Regions from separate parts of the Mus musculus genome. Here regions 1 and 2 are each linked to region 3. The links are chromatin contacts, called in public HiChIP or PLAC-seq and capture Hi-C maps. All regions are on one chromosome and are shown on one strand. The core of a region is the stretch at or near the end of the contact, and the rest is flanking DNA. Distances in the headings are between cores, read along the strand shown. Region 1 overlaps Srrm4 (serine/arginine repetitive matrix 4). Region 2 holds the start of C330018A13Rik (RIKEN cDNA C330018A13 gene). Region 3 holds the start of Ccdc60 (coiled-coil domain containing 60).

Region 1 (3,659 bases), core at 567-3,066, 200 kb after region 3:
CAGGAAGGGCAAGAGGTGATATCAGAGAAGAGCCCTTTGCAGTGAAATTTCTGTAGCTATGCACTGAGAGATGTGCTAGCCTAGCTTGATCTTTTTCTCCAATAGTGCTAGCTCCAGCTTTCTGGACTGGGGTACCCCACTGGGAAATCTGTGGTAAAACAAACAGAAATATAATAAATTCTACAGAAAGTGCTGAAGGGCGGGAACAGGCTCCTCCATGATGGAACATTCAATTCCAGGCAAACTGACATTTTGTGGCTCAGCTTCCCACTGCCTCCTGGTCTCTTGTGTCTTTCCTACGGATCCACATACACACATGTACGCACGTGGAAGCCAGAGGTCAACCTCAGATACCATTCTGAGATAGAGCCTGTCTCTGGGTCTTAAGGCTTGCTTCCCAGTGAGTTTTAGGTGTCTTCCTGTCTCCACTCTTCCAGGCCTATGGTTTCAAGTGTGTACCACCACACCCAGTTCCATTCATGGGCACAAGAGATGGAACTCGGTTGTGCGGCAAGTACCTGAGTGGCTGAACCATCTCCGAGCTTTGCTCAGCTTTCTTGAAACTGGAAGTGAGAGCGACCTTGTTCCCATGTTTCCCAAGCTGGCCCTGCTATCAAAAAGGTTCCCAATGAGGTTTCTGAAGAAACACCCTAGGACTCTAGACACCTCGTGAGGTGTGCTGAGCCAGAATGGTACAGCCACATCCTCAACTCACTGAAACTAAAACACAACTGCTTACTACCCCACCCCTGCCCCACCCCACCCCTCCCCGCTCTGCCCAAGCAAGGATTAGGAATGGGCTTTGTTTTGCTTTGTTTTCCACAATAGTGTGTATATGATATTATAATGAATGGGAGTCTCAAAGAGGTTGACCCAGGAATCTACACACTAAAGAAACATCCCAGTTAAGACAGCCGTTTGTCAGACCACGCGCACAATCCAAAAGATGCCACAGGATCTGGCCTCAGTCCCATCTCCTGCTTCTCTCCCCATCTTTCCATTGTTCCAGCCTTATGGTCTTCTTGCTGTTTCTCAAATAGGTCAGAAGCTTTTCCTGCCCCAGGCCCTTGGCACCTGCCGTTCTGTGCACCTGGCACGCAGCTCCTGCGGCACCTTGCCTGGCCATCTCCTCATCCTCTCTCAAGGGTCACCTTTGCAGAGAGCCAAACCTGACTTCTGCATCTTGCCCCCTCTTCATGCGTGGTAGGAACCACTGGGCTCGCTGCTTTCCTTGCTGACAATTTTATACGTCCTTTAACAGATACTCTTCTGCATGAGCGCGTGAGTTCTTGAGATGGGGACCAGTCCTCTGACCATCATGTCATCAGAACGTCTGACGCTGCATCCATTTGCTGCTGAAGGGACAGAGGGATGAACACAGGGAATTCTGGTGACAGATCCTATGTGCAGACTGTAGATCAGGCTTGACCCTCTGTTACAAATCAAGGTGACAGGACTTGACTGCAAAGAGTCACAGCCCTTCAAGGGAGCCGGCTTTAGCTGTAGCCCGCATCATGTCTTTCTGTTTCCAGTCTTTCGTCTTCTTGGGGCTTCGAGAAAAAAAAAATTCAGTGTTCCATATCAGCTGAAGCATGCCCACAGCTGCTTTGTCTTTACCACAGAGTTACTCAATGTTGTAATGTCTTTTCTTTTCTTTCTTCAATACTTAAAAGAAGGCAAGATCTTCAGGGGACAGCTGAGAGTCAAGGGCCGGCACACTCCACTTCACGGTGTGTGTGTGTGTGTGTGTGTGTGTGTGTGTGTGCTCAAGTTCCTGAGGCTTTTCCTTCCTCTCTGCATTCCTGCTAATCAGAGGCCCTGGCATGGCTGCTGCCTGTAGTCATGGCAACGAACAGCTGATTCCTAGCCTCTGATAAGAGTCAGGGCTGAACTTTGTAAAAAAAAAAAAAAAAAACTCTCTAAGATGCCTGGGTCTCTAGCTGCTTGTTGGATTCTCCATCAAAGCATCCACCGATGGAGCAGAGTTTCCATCTGCTCCCAACAACAGCAACAACAGCAGCAGCAGCAAAACACGTTCACTTGGCCTGGAGCCAGAGGCCATCCTCATGACCCTAGCCCTAGGCAGAGTTAACAGGGTTTTAGAAACAGACAAACAAGGCTTGACCACAAGAGCTTTAGAGCCAAACCACCTCCATGGAGAGTGGGGAAACTGGGGTCTCTTATATTTTTGGTTGTGAGCCTAGCCTTTAACGGCTGAGCTATCTTTCCAGTCCGAAAACTGGGGTCTCAAGACACACAGTCTATGTCATCATCCACATCAGAGCCAAGCCTGATGCTGTGGCCTTTCGTTCCCTTGGCCAGTGCTCTCTCTGCAACCCCTTGGTCATAACAGCAGTTTGCATCTATTAAGCGCCTACTGAATGCCAGACACTGGGACGGACTGTTCTTTCTTACCCTCCAGCACATTGGCGTTCTAAAGAAACAAGCCAGCAGGTGCAGTCAGTTCCACTGAGTGTGGAGAAACTGAGGGATGGAGATAGAAATAAATACCCAGCCAACATGCCAGAGGAGGGGAGGGAGGGATGGAGGGAGAGAGGAGTACTCTGAGATTCTGAGACATACTTCAAAACTACAAGGAGGTGCTGAGCAGAGGCATAGAACACACTGGATAATTCCTCTAGTGTCTGCAGGACAGGAGCATCACAGAGCTTGGCATGTATCTTATGCCTCACAAGGAGAAGCAGTCCTTGGCCACTGGCTCTGAGATACTCCTGACTTTGATTTCCCCCATCCCCATCCCCCATAGCTGTGCCTGTGTGTTCAGCATTTCTAACCTGGCCTCTCAGTGGGTGCTGAGGACCCTGTACAGTATGCATGGTGAACTTCCCTCCCCATCCCACTGCTGAGGGCCCAGACAAGGCGAGGGAAAGGGACTTGCCCAGGCCCCCACATGCTTGCTCTGCCTCCAGGCTGTGAATAACCAACCCACCCTTGTTCCTGTACTGGCAACAGGCCTGGGATCTTCTGTCTTCCATTCTCCTGAGAAGCCCAGAACTTCAGGCTCCCGAGACTCCAGGAAGTCCCAGAATTCATCCCGGAGATGACCCAGTCCAGCAATAAGATGGATGTGGCTAATTTGTGCCTCGGCTCCTGGGACTCTGGCCCAGAGTCTTGGAACTCCAGGTCTTTTTCAAGGTTAATCTAGTTAATTAAGCCTGTTTGGAGGTAATCTACAAGAGCCCTGACCCTTTGAGCTTTCCTTATCTCGGCTGGAAGAAAGCAACAAAGCCCGGGAGAAGATTGGGGATTCTGTGGTGCAGAGTGTCCTTTGGATGCGGGCACAGTCGTGTATATTTTAGTAAAGACTGGATGAAAAACAAGAAAAGTTTCCTAAGATGATGTTCCCTCTGCCTTCCATTCATTGCCCAACAGATGTTCACCGAGCATCAACTTGACGGTGCATTACAAGAATACGAAAGTCCAGACCACAACACGGTCCCTCCAGGAGGCTTCATCATGGAAGCAGAGGAAATCCCTAAACTAGGAAATAAGAGCCGGGGGACTAAAGTGTAAGGAGCCATGATGTCACACACCAGCACCCAAACCAGCCTGGAAGATGTGGGCAGGGGACCGAGGTGAGATCCCTGAAAGGTGAAGGGAAACTTGTCAGAGAAGCAGAGAGGGAAGGCCATAAGAGC
Region 2 (3,793 bases), core at 621-3,120, 170 kb before region 3:
TGGCGTAGAGTGCGCTAGCTATGTCTCCCAGGCTCAAATGCTGTATGAACGGTCAGAACTTGCCTGCCCCCCACATACCTCATCTCAGCCCTCTATCTTGTAGGCCACTCTACCTCCAGAATTTGTCCATTCGTTATGGGCAATTTTTACTTTCTTTCCATAGCTGTTCCCTTCAATACATAACCTTTTAAGATTACATTTTAGTGCGCGTGTGCTGTGTGTGTGTGTATGCATATATCCACAGAGGCCAGAGACCAGCTTTTGAAAGTCAGTTCTCCTCTTTTACCATGTATAGATTCTGAGGATTGAACTCAGGCCACCAGTCTTGGCGGCAAGCCCCTTAATCCATCTTGCTGGTCCCCAACACCTTAAAACCAGTACTGTAAATCTCTGACAGCCCGTTCTTCCTTATCATATCTATGTCGAGATTCTTGGGGACTTTGGGGGCTGAAGATGTCTCTGTCTCATGAAGTCATTTGCACTTAGTATGTCCTCCACTCTAATTCTAACCCAGTGGTTTCTAACCTGTGAGTGTGGCCCCTTTTAAGGGTCACGCGACCATTTCACGGGGTGGGGGTGTAAAGGGGGCACATATCAGATATCCTGCATGTTAGATATGCACATCACAATTCCTTAACAGTAGCAGAATCCATGAACTAATTTGTACCTGAGGCACATTGCAATAACAAAGTAACACTGAAAAGAATTTTATGATTGGGGGAAGAGGGTCACCCCAACATGAGGAACTGCATTAAAGGGTCACAGCTTTAGGAAGCTTGAGAACCACTGGTTTATTGCAACACCTGGCATGCGGCACACACAGACAGCCTGCTGGCTCTCTCGTACATCATCGTCCCTTGCTGGTGCTTGATGGGATATCTCTGGGAAGGCCCCACGATGCTGGCTACATTGTAGCTGTGCTCTCGGTGAGAGAAGGTCTGAGCATGGGAGGGATGCATGCTATCTAGTTCACACCAGTGAAGCCCCCCTGATCCCCGGGGGCACCTGTTCTCTTCCCATGAAAAGATAGCCATTGTCGTTTTCTAAATATCTAAAGAGATGCTGAAGTTATCTCACTTCATCAGCTCTCCCAGTGTGTTCTTTTGGAAAGAATAGAAACTCGTCTTCTTTAAACTCACCCTCAAGCAGGTGTCCCCAAACTCTGACTTCTTAGCCTAAATATGTCCTGTGGTTTGCTTTTTATAGGATTTTTTTTAAAAAAATAAGGGCTATGTAACTAGGCATAGTGGTACACACACCTGTGATTCCAGTGCTTGGGAGATAGAGGCAGGAGATTCAGGAGTTCAAAGCCAGCCTCAGATACATAAGCAAGTTCAAGATCCGCTCCCACAACGCTGGGCTTCAAAACCAAATAAACAACAAAAGAACTGTTTGTATAAACAGAAAGTTCCACCGATATCTACTGGAAGTGTTTCTCTAGGGAAGATACAGTTCCATCGCAGCAGCAACGTAGATGGCTTGTGAAGTCTAGCGGGATGGCAACTTTGGGGACCAGATACATTGTTGCTGTTCTCTCGGATTCTGATGAAGCTGTTCACTCCAAAAAGATTTCTCCCTGGGGCTCTTGAAGCCCAAGAGACTGGAGATGATGCTTGTGTTGCTGCTCTTTGCTCCGGGTCATGTTTCAGTAACAAACCGTCTTCCTTGTCTGAGCATGTAGGACTTGTTACTGTTGTTGACAGTCTCTGCCTTCCCTTTTGGGCAAGACCCTTAGGTTTCGCTCAAGGGCATGGTGAGAGTGGTGCTAAGAGTTGCCACTAGATGGCGCCATAGTTACGAGCAATAGACCGACCGAGCTGGAGTCTGGCGTGGAGGAAGCAGAAAGTCTTGTGATTTCAGGCTATTTCCTGTCCTAGACAGACCTCATTCTAGACTCTGCTCTGCCACAGATCGTCGGTGTCTTTGTATGCTTAATTAAAAAAAAATGGGGATTATAAATAAAGTAATGCTCCATTTTCCCTCAGAGAGATGCGGTGAACATCAGGGAGACCAGACTTCAAGCGCCAACCACAGTTGGGCAAGGTGGACCAAAGGGCTCTGTTCTGATCCAAAGCTGGATGAAGGTACGGAGTTCTAGGGTGGCACACTCAGGACAGCCGTAGCTACAGATGACCCAGTTTGCTTAAAAAGACAACAGGGAAGGAAGGGTTTGGGACATTTTTATTATAAATGATAAACCATTTGAGGAGTGAGCTGTGTTTGCTTGTGATTGAACACAGTACCACGTACACATAAAAATCACCCAGCACAGTATGCACAGTTTCAATTTTTTTATGTAGTTAGGAATCAGTTACAAATAAGTTCAGGGTCTGGGGAGTCAGTACTGTGTAAGCGTGAGGGTCTGAGTCCAGCTCCTTTCACCCATGTCAAAAAGCCAGGGTGGGGAACATGTGCCACAGACTCCGGCATTGGGAGGCAGACACAGGCGCGCTTAGAAGCCTGATAGCCAGCCAGCCTAGCTGAATCCACAAACCCCGGGTGCAGTGAGAGACCCTGTCTCAAAATATTAAATGTGAAGCATGCTATGGTGTTTGTCAACTTGACACAAACCTGAACAGCCCTGGGAGAAGGGAGACGGAGCTGAGGAGTCCCTCTCACCACTGTAACCCCAGGCATGTCTGTGGGGGATTGCACCCAATCCATTGTGAGGGTGCTGTCCCCAGGCAGGTGGTCCGAGGCTGCAGCAGAAAGCTAGCTGAGTGATTTATAAAGAGCAAGCCAGTGGGCAGAGTTCCTCCATGGCCCGTGCTTCAGTGTCTGCCTAGAGTTAATATCTTGACTTTTTTCATGATGATGGACCGTTCCCTGCAAGCCAAATAAATCCCTTTCCTCTCCAAGTTGCTTTTAGTCAGCGTTTTATTTATTCTTTTTTTGTCTTTTTTTTTTTTTTTTTTTTTGAGCCTGGATCTCACTGCATAGCTCTGGCTGGCCTGGAATTAAAGGTGTCCACTACCATCCCTGGCAGGGTAGAGTAGTTTTTATCCTAGCAGCACACGAAAAAGACAGAGTGGTAGAAGGCCACTCAATGTTCACCTCTGGCCTATGTGTATGTACACACACACACACACACACACACACACACAGGCACGCACACACGCATAAACACATGCACAAACACATGCTCACACATGCACAAATGCACACACACATGCAGGCATGCATGTGCACACACAAACATATGCACACACATCTATACACACAACCTTATACAAGCAAAACATAAATGTAATTTAAATTTAAAAAGAGTGGAAGAATCCTTTCGAGCCTCTGTCTCCTTGTTTGCAGAACAGCAAAAAGCCAGTGCGTGGGGGCCGTGGGGGCCGTGGAGGCTGTGGGGACCGTGGGGGCTGTGGAGCTGGAACCAGATAATCCATTCCACACTGTGTAGAAGGGAGCAACCTATCAGTCAGTGGTGCGTCTGTGAGTCTGTCTGTCTGTCCTCAGGGCTCCGTTCTCTCCTCTCACTTCTCATTTTATCAGAAGGTATCCTGATGTCAACCTCTGCCTTCCACATGTGCCCATGCACAGCATGAATGTACACGTGTGCACACATACATGCCATTTCTTTATGTGCATCGCAGTTAACCATTCATCTGTCCCTGAATCTATACTCTACCTGTTCATTCATCCATCCACCCATTCATTCATTCATTCATCCATCCACCCATTCATGCATGCATTCATTCATCCACCCACTCATTCATCTGCCCATTCATTCATTCATTCATTCATTCATCTATCCACCCATCCAGTTATCCATCTCTCTACGCAT
Region 3 (3,662 bases), core at 980-3,479:
GAAGTTTTAGGATCTGGCCAAGTTTTGGGCATTCTTTTCTATCTTCAGGCTTCATGATGGCAAGGCATGGTACTCCAGGTACCAGGAGCCAAGGTCTCTATCCTAGAATGGGCAGGGGTGTCTGATAAGGCCCCTAAACACAGGTAGGCACTCTTCAGAGTAAATATAGCTATTTACCTTTGTGGGATACTTCAGACTGCGTGGCCATTTCCTTAAGACCCACCTTTTTTTTTTTTTTTTTTTTTTTTTTTTTTTGAGTACACTGTAGCTGTCTTCAGACACACCAGAAGAGGGCATCAGATCTCATTACGGATGGTTGTGAGCCACCACATGGTTGCTGGGATTTGAACTCAGGACCTTCGGAAGAGCAGTCAGTGCCTTTAACCGCTGAGCCATCTCTCCAGCCCAAGACCCACTTCCTATAGTCAGAAGACATGCTGTGGGAGTCTGCTGGGCATGCCCTCTGCACCTCCTCTGGTGACAACCAACTCATGCCTCGCTCTCCCTCCCATCCTGCTCTGCCAGGAAGATTGGTTCCAGAGGGGATGCTCTGGGTCAGACCCACTCAGTGAAGTATTTAGAGATGACAGGAGAAGTCCAAGGCTCAATTCCGTAGAGGGACCATCCCTTGTTTGCAGAGCAAGGAGGGGCGAACGAAGATGTATTGCTATTTTAAGAGGAGCAGTCTTGGGGTCCAAGAGATGGCTCAGAGGTTAAGAGCGCTTGATATTCTTGCAGGGGACTAGGTGGTATATACACACTGCAGCTCACTAGGGTTCCATTTTTTGTACACACACAGCAGCTCACTATCATCTTTAGCTCTAGTCCCAGGGAATCTAACACCCTCCACAGGTATGAGGCATGTACAGAGCACATCTAAGCATGCAGGCAAGACTCCTAAACACAGTATAAACAAAACAAAATTGTAAACGAAAAAGAGCCTGGGGACATATTGGGCCATGTATAAACTGGAGGGCTTTAAATCCTCCCTCCACAAGCTGTAGGTGGAGCAGCTGCCATCCCCACCCTCCCTCCCTTGGCTAACTGTGGTGGAGTTAGACTTTGAAGACATCAAAGTTAAATGTACTTAAAACATCATCTACCCAGTTATAACATTTGCATCTAGAAACCCCCGGACCCAAGTCGTACCAAGGACGCAATCACATACACGTAGACGGACCATCTCTATACTCGAGTCTCTTACTATTATTTTGGCCCATCCCGGTCTTATCACGGAGAAAGAAAGGCTGGGGTGGGGGGGTGGGGGGGTGTGTGGAGAAACTTGCCTGACAGCGACAGCCAGCCCAACCTGGACCCCGTCCCCACCCCTCAGAACGTGACACCCTTGCAACCAACCTCTCCACAGAGTGATAGGAAAGGCTTGTCTCTCCACCCCAGTGGATCTCTGGAACTAAGTTCTGTGATACCAGTCTACAATTCATCTTCATTTTTCCCCTACTTTCTACAGTGTCTCGCATCAATTTAGTCCATCAGTTTGGAATTACTGCCTAATGGATAGCTCGCAGCTCTGATCCGTGTTTTCATTCACCGTGAGAAGCCAGCCATCGAGAGCAACAGGGATGTCTGGACAAGTTCATCATACCTAGGCCCTCGTCCAGCCCCGCCCCCCTCCCGTTGGGCGGGCCTGAACCTAATCCATTGCTCTTGTTAACAGAGAGACAGTGACTTACCTGAGTCAGTTGATCTGCGCTGGAAAAGAGCCAAAGGGCCTTCTTGCTGGTGATTTTTTGTAACTTTTTGGTGGCTGGCACTTTGGTCATCTTGAAAAAAAAATACAAAAAACCACCACCACTAACAACAACAAAACAACCTTCAGCCTTTAAGCCCGTGCCTCCAGTGAAAAACTTGTTGCTTTTTCAGATTCTTGACTTCGCAACACTCACTGGTGTGAAACGGTCCAGAAAGTTCTCCCAGGCCCCCAAGTCCCAAGTCCAGAGACTGCGAAGAGATTTCTTGTTGCAAAGCGGAGCATCTGGGTAAGGAAGCCTTTGCTAGGCCCGAGCAGGCAAACCTGAGACTGTTTAACTTGCACAAAGTCGGTTTTATACGTTTTCTCTCTTTTAAGGGAGAAGATATTTTTCTCCTATAAGCAAAATAAAATGTAAACTGAAAAAAGTAAAAATAAAACTCTATAGACAAAAGCCCCACCCTCGGCCAGCGAGACGAGGGAGTAAGGCGGGCCCCACCATGGGGCTCGGCCTTGGGGCTTAAAACTGCCAAGTAGGGCACGCTCGGTTACCTGGCAACCGGACGCCAAGGCGCGCAGACGCTTCCTCCTCGGCCAGGATTGGTGGAGACCTGGACCGGAATTCTTCTGGGTTGCTGGAAAGGGGCTCTGAGCTGGTGGCTGGCCAGGGAGCCACATTGTCCAAACTCTTTCGGGGTCGGGGTTGAGGAGGTATTTAAATTTCTCTGCTCAGTCCCGAGGACTCCAGTCTTCTCTCTACTCGCCTATAAGGTTTCTTCCCTTCAAAGTCGGTTTCACCTGTTGCTGATTGCCACGAGGCTTTCCTCAGGCTTTATATTAAACCCCTCGCAAGTGTGTGCCTTCAGCTCTGCAATTATCAGCTCCAGGTGCCTATTCTTCCCATCTGAAAAAACTCCTACAGAACCTTCAAAGCCCACATTACAGATACAGCTTCATGCACACGCCCATTTATATGTATTTACGAGTATTAGTATACGTGCGTCGGTATGACATTTATCGAGAGCCTACAATATACAGCGTGCTGTTTGTGTATTTCACAGCACAACATCTCTGAACTGCCTGACATCCCAGCCCCAGACAGACTGATTGTAAACCCCAAGGTTTTACCCACTGAAGTAAGAAACCTAACTTTGTGAGTTTGGGGCTACCAGGTCTTTAAAATGGGGGCTGCAGGATTACCAATGGTTGCTAAGAATTAAAGAAATAACACATGTCGGTAGCCCAGGTGGAGAGGTGCCTGCCGGCAGGTACTGACTCTGGCAAGAATCGGGCGTTCTCCCAGCTCTGGGCTCACAGAGGAGCAGATGTTAACGCTGACTAATATTTATTGATCACTTGCTCTGTGCCAGCCTGCAGCAATTTAACCCATATATTTTGATTCATTTGCCTTCCCCTTGGGTGTATTTTATTCCGTCTCAATCCATTTGTGTTTCTTCCCCAAACCTTGAGCAGTGAGGGTTACGGTCCCACCCAGGCTCCATCTTTCTTAGTGACCCCTCCCACCGCAGGATGGCTTTCGCTCTCTCAGCACTGAAACGGCCCCCCTCCGACTGTTATTTTGTTTCCATTGTCTGCAGACTGACTCTGACCCTCCTCTCCACAGGAAGTCTGGGTCTGCCTGCTTTCCTCCATGGGTAGCATTCGTCAACTACCGGGAGTGGTTTTCTGAAGGCTGCAGATAAACAAAGCCCTGTTTAGAGGATTGGGCCGGGCCTGAGAAAGCTGGGCAGGGTAGGAACTGCTCAGGCTGGGAGAGCAGGAGAACAGGTTCTAGGGCATTGTGGGTCTGGGGTTGGACGGAGCCAGCTAGCTCTGCATGATCTGGAGGAACAGGAGGACGGTTTGTGCTCAGCTTGAGAAAATCTACACACAAGCATAACGTCGTTGTTTACTAGCGATTGGGCTAGTGTCCTGGGTTCCACTAGGGTACTTC

Evidence for each region. HiChIP or PLAC-seq counts read pairs in DNA pulled down with a chosen protein or histone mark. Capture Hi-C pulls out chosen DNA fragments and counts their contacts.
Region 1: a contact with region 3 is called in an H3K4me3 HiChIP or PLAC-seq map of embryonic basal ganglia, with 2.8 times the contacts expected there. The contact joins the enhancer-like site here to the promoter of Ccdc60 in region 3. A contact is called at or near these places in 3 of 39 promoter capture datasets (hippocampal neurons and liver), 2 of 484 Hi-C or Micro-C datasets (embryonic fibroblasts and nephron progenitors), 3 of 115 datasets of contacts at active chromatin or transcription factors (embryonic basal ganglia, embryonic forebrain and oligodendrocyte precursor cells) and 3 of 9 other capture datasets (adipose tissue, embryonic stem cells and pancreatic islet).
Region 2: a contact with region 3 is called in a capture Hi-C map of embryonic stem cells, with 2.6 times the contacts expected there. The contact joins the promoter of C330018A13Rik here to the promoter of Ccdc60 in region 3. A contact is called at or near these places in 1 of 39 promoter capture datasets (embryonic stem cells), 1 of 15 datasets of contacts at CTCF or cohesin (embryonic stem cells), 11 of 484 Hi-C or Micro-C datasets (8-cell embryo, brain, embryonic stem cells and 1 more), 2 of 115 datasets of contacts at active chromatin or transcription factors (both in embryonic stem cells) and 1 of 9 other capture datasets (embryonic stem cells).

Annotation. Positions count from the first base shown.
Region 1 is chr5:116,483,370-116,487,028 of GRCm38.p6, forward strand. The region is part of intron 1 of Srrm4 (serine/arginine repetitive matrix 4); the gene reads right to left. Among named protein-coding and RNA genes, the nearest start is that of Srrm4os, 46 kb to the left of the region's middle. Within about 2 kb of position 1,817, at least 27 of the 459 cell types and tissues checked have an H3K27ac peak or open chromatin away from gene starts, as enhancers often do. A contact at or near this core is called in embryonic basal ganglia, where this site is marked.
Region 2 is chr5:116,121,744-116,125,536 of GRCm38.p6, forward strand. C330018A13Rik (RIKEN cDNA C330018A13 gene) reads left to right here and starts at 1,871. Exons shown (of 2, transcript NR_153384.1): 1 at 1,871-2,084.
Region 3 is chr5:116,286,756-116,290,417 of GRCm38.p6, forward strand. Ccdc60 (coiled-coil domain containing 60) reads right to left here and starts at 2,230. Exons shown (of 14, transcript NM_177759.3): 1 at 1,692-2,230. The coding sequence starts at 1,781.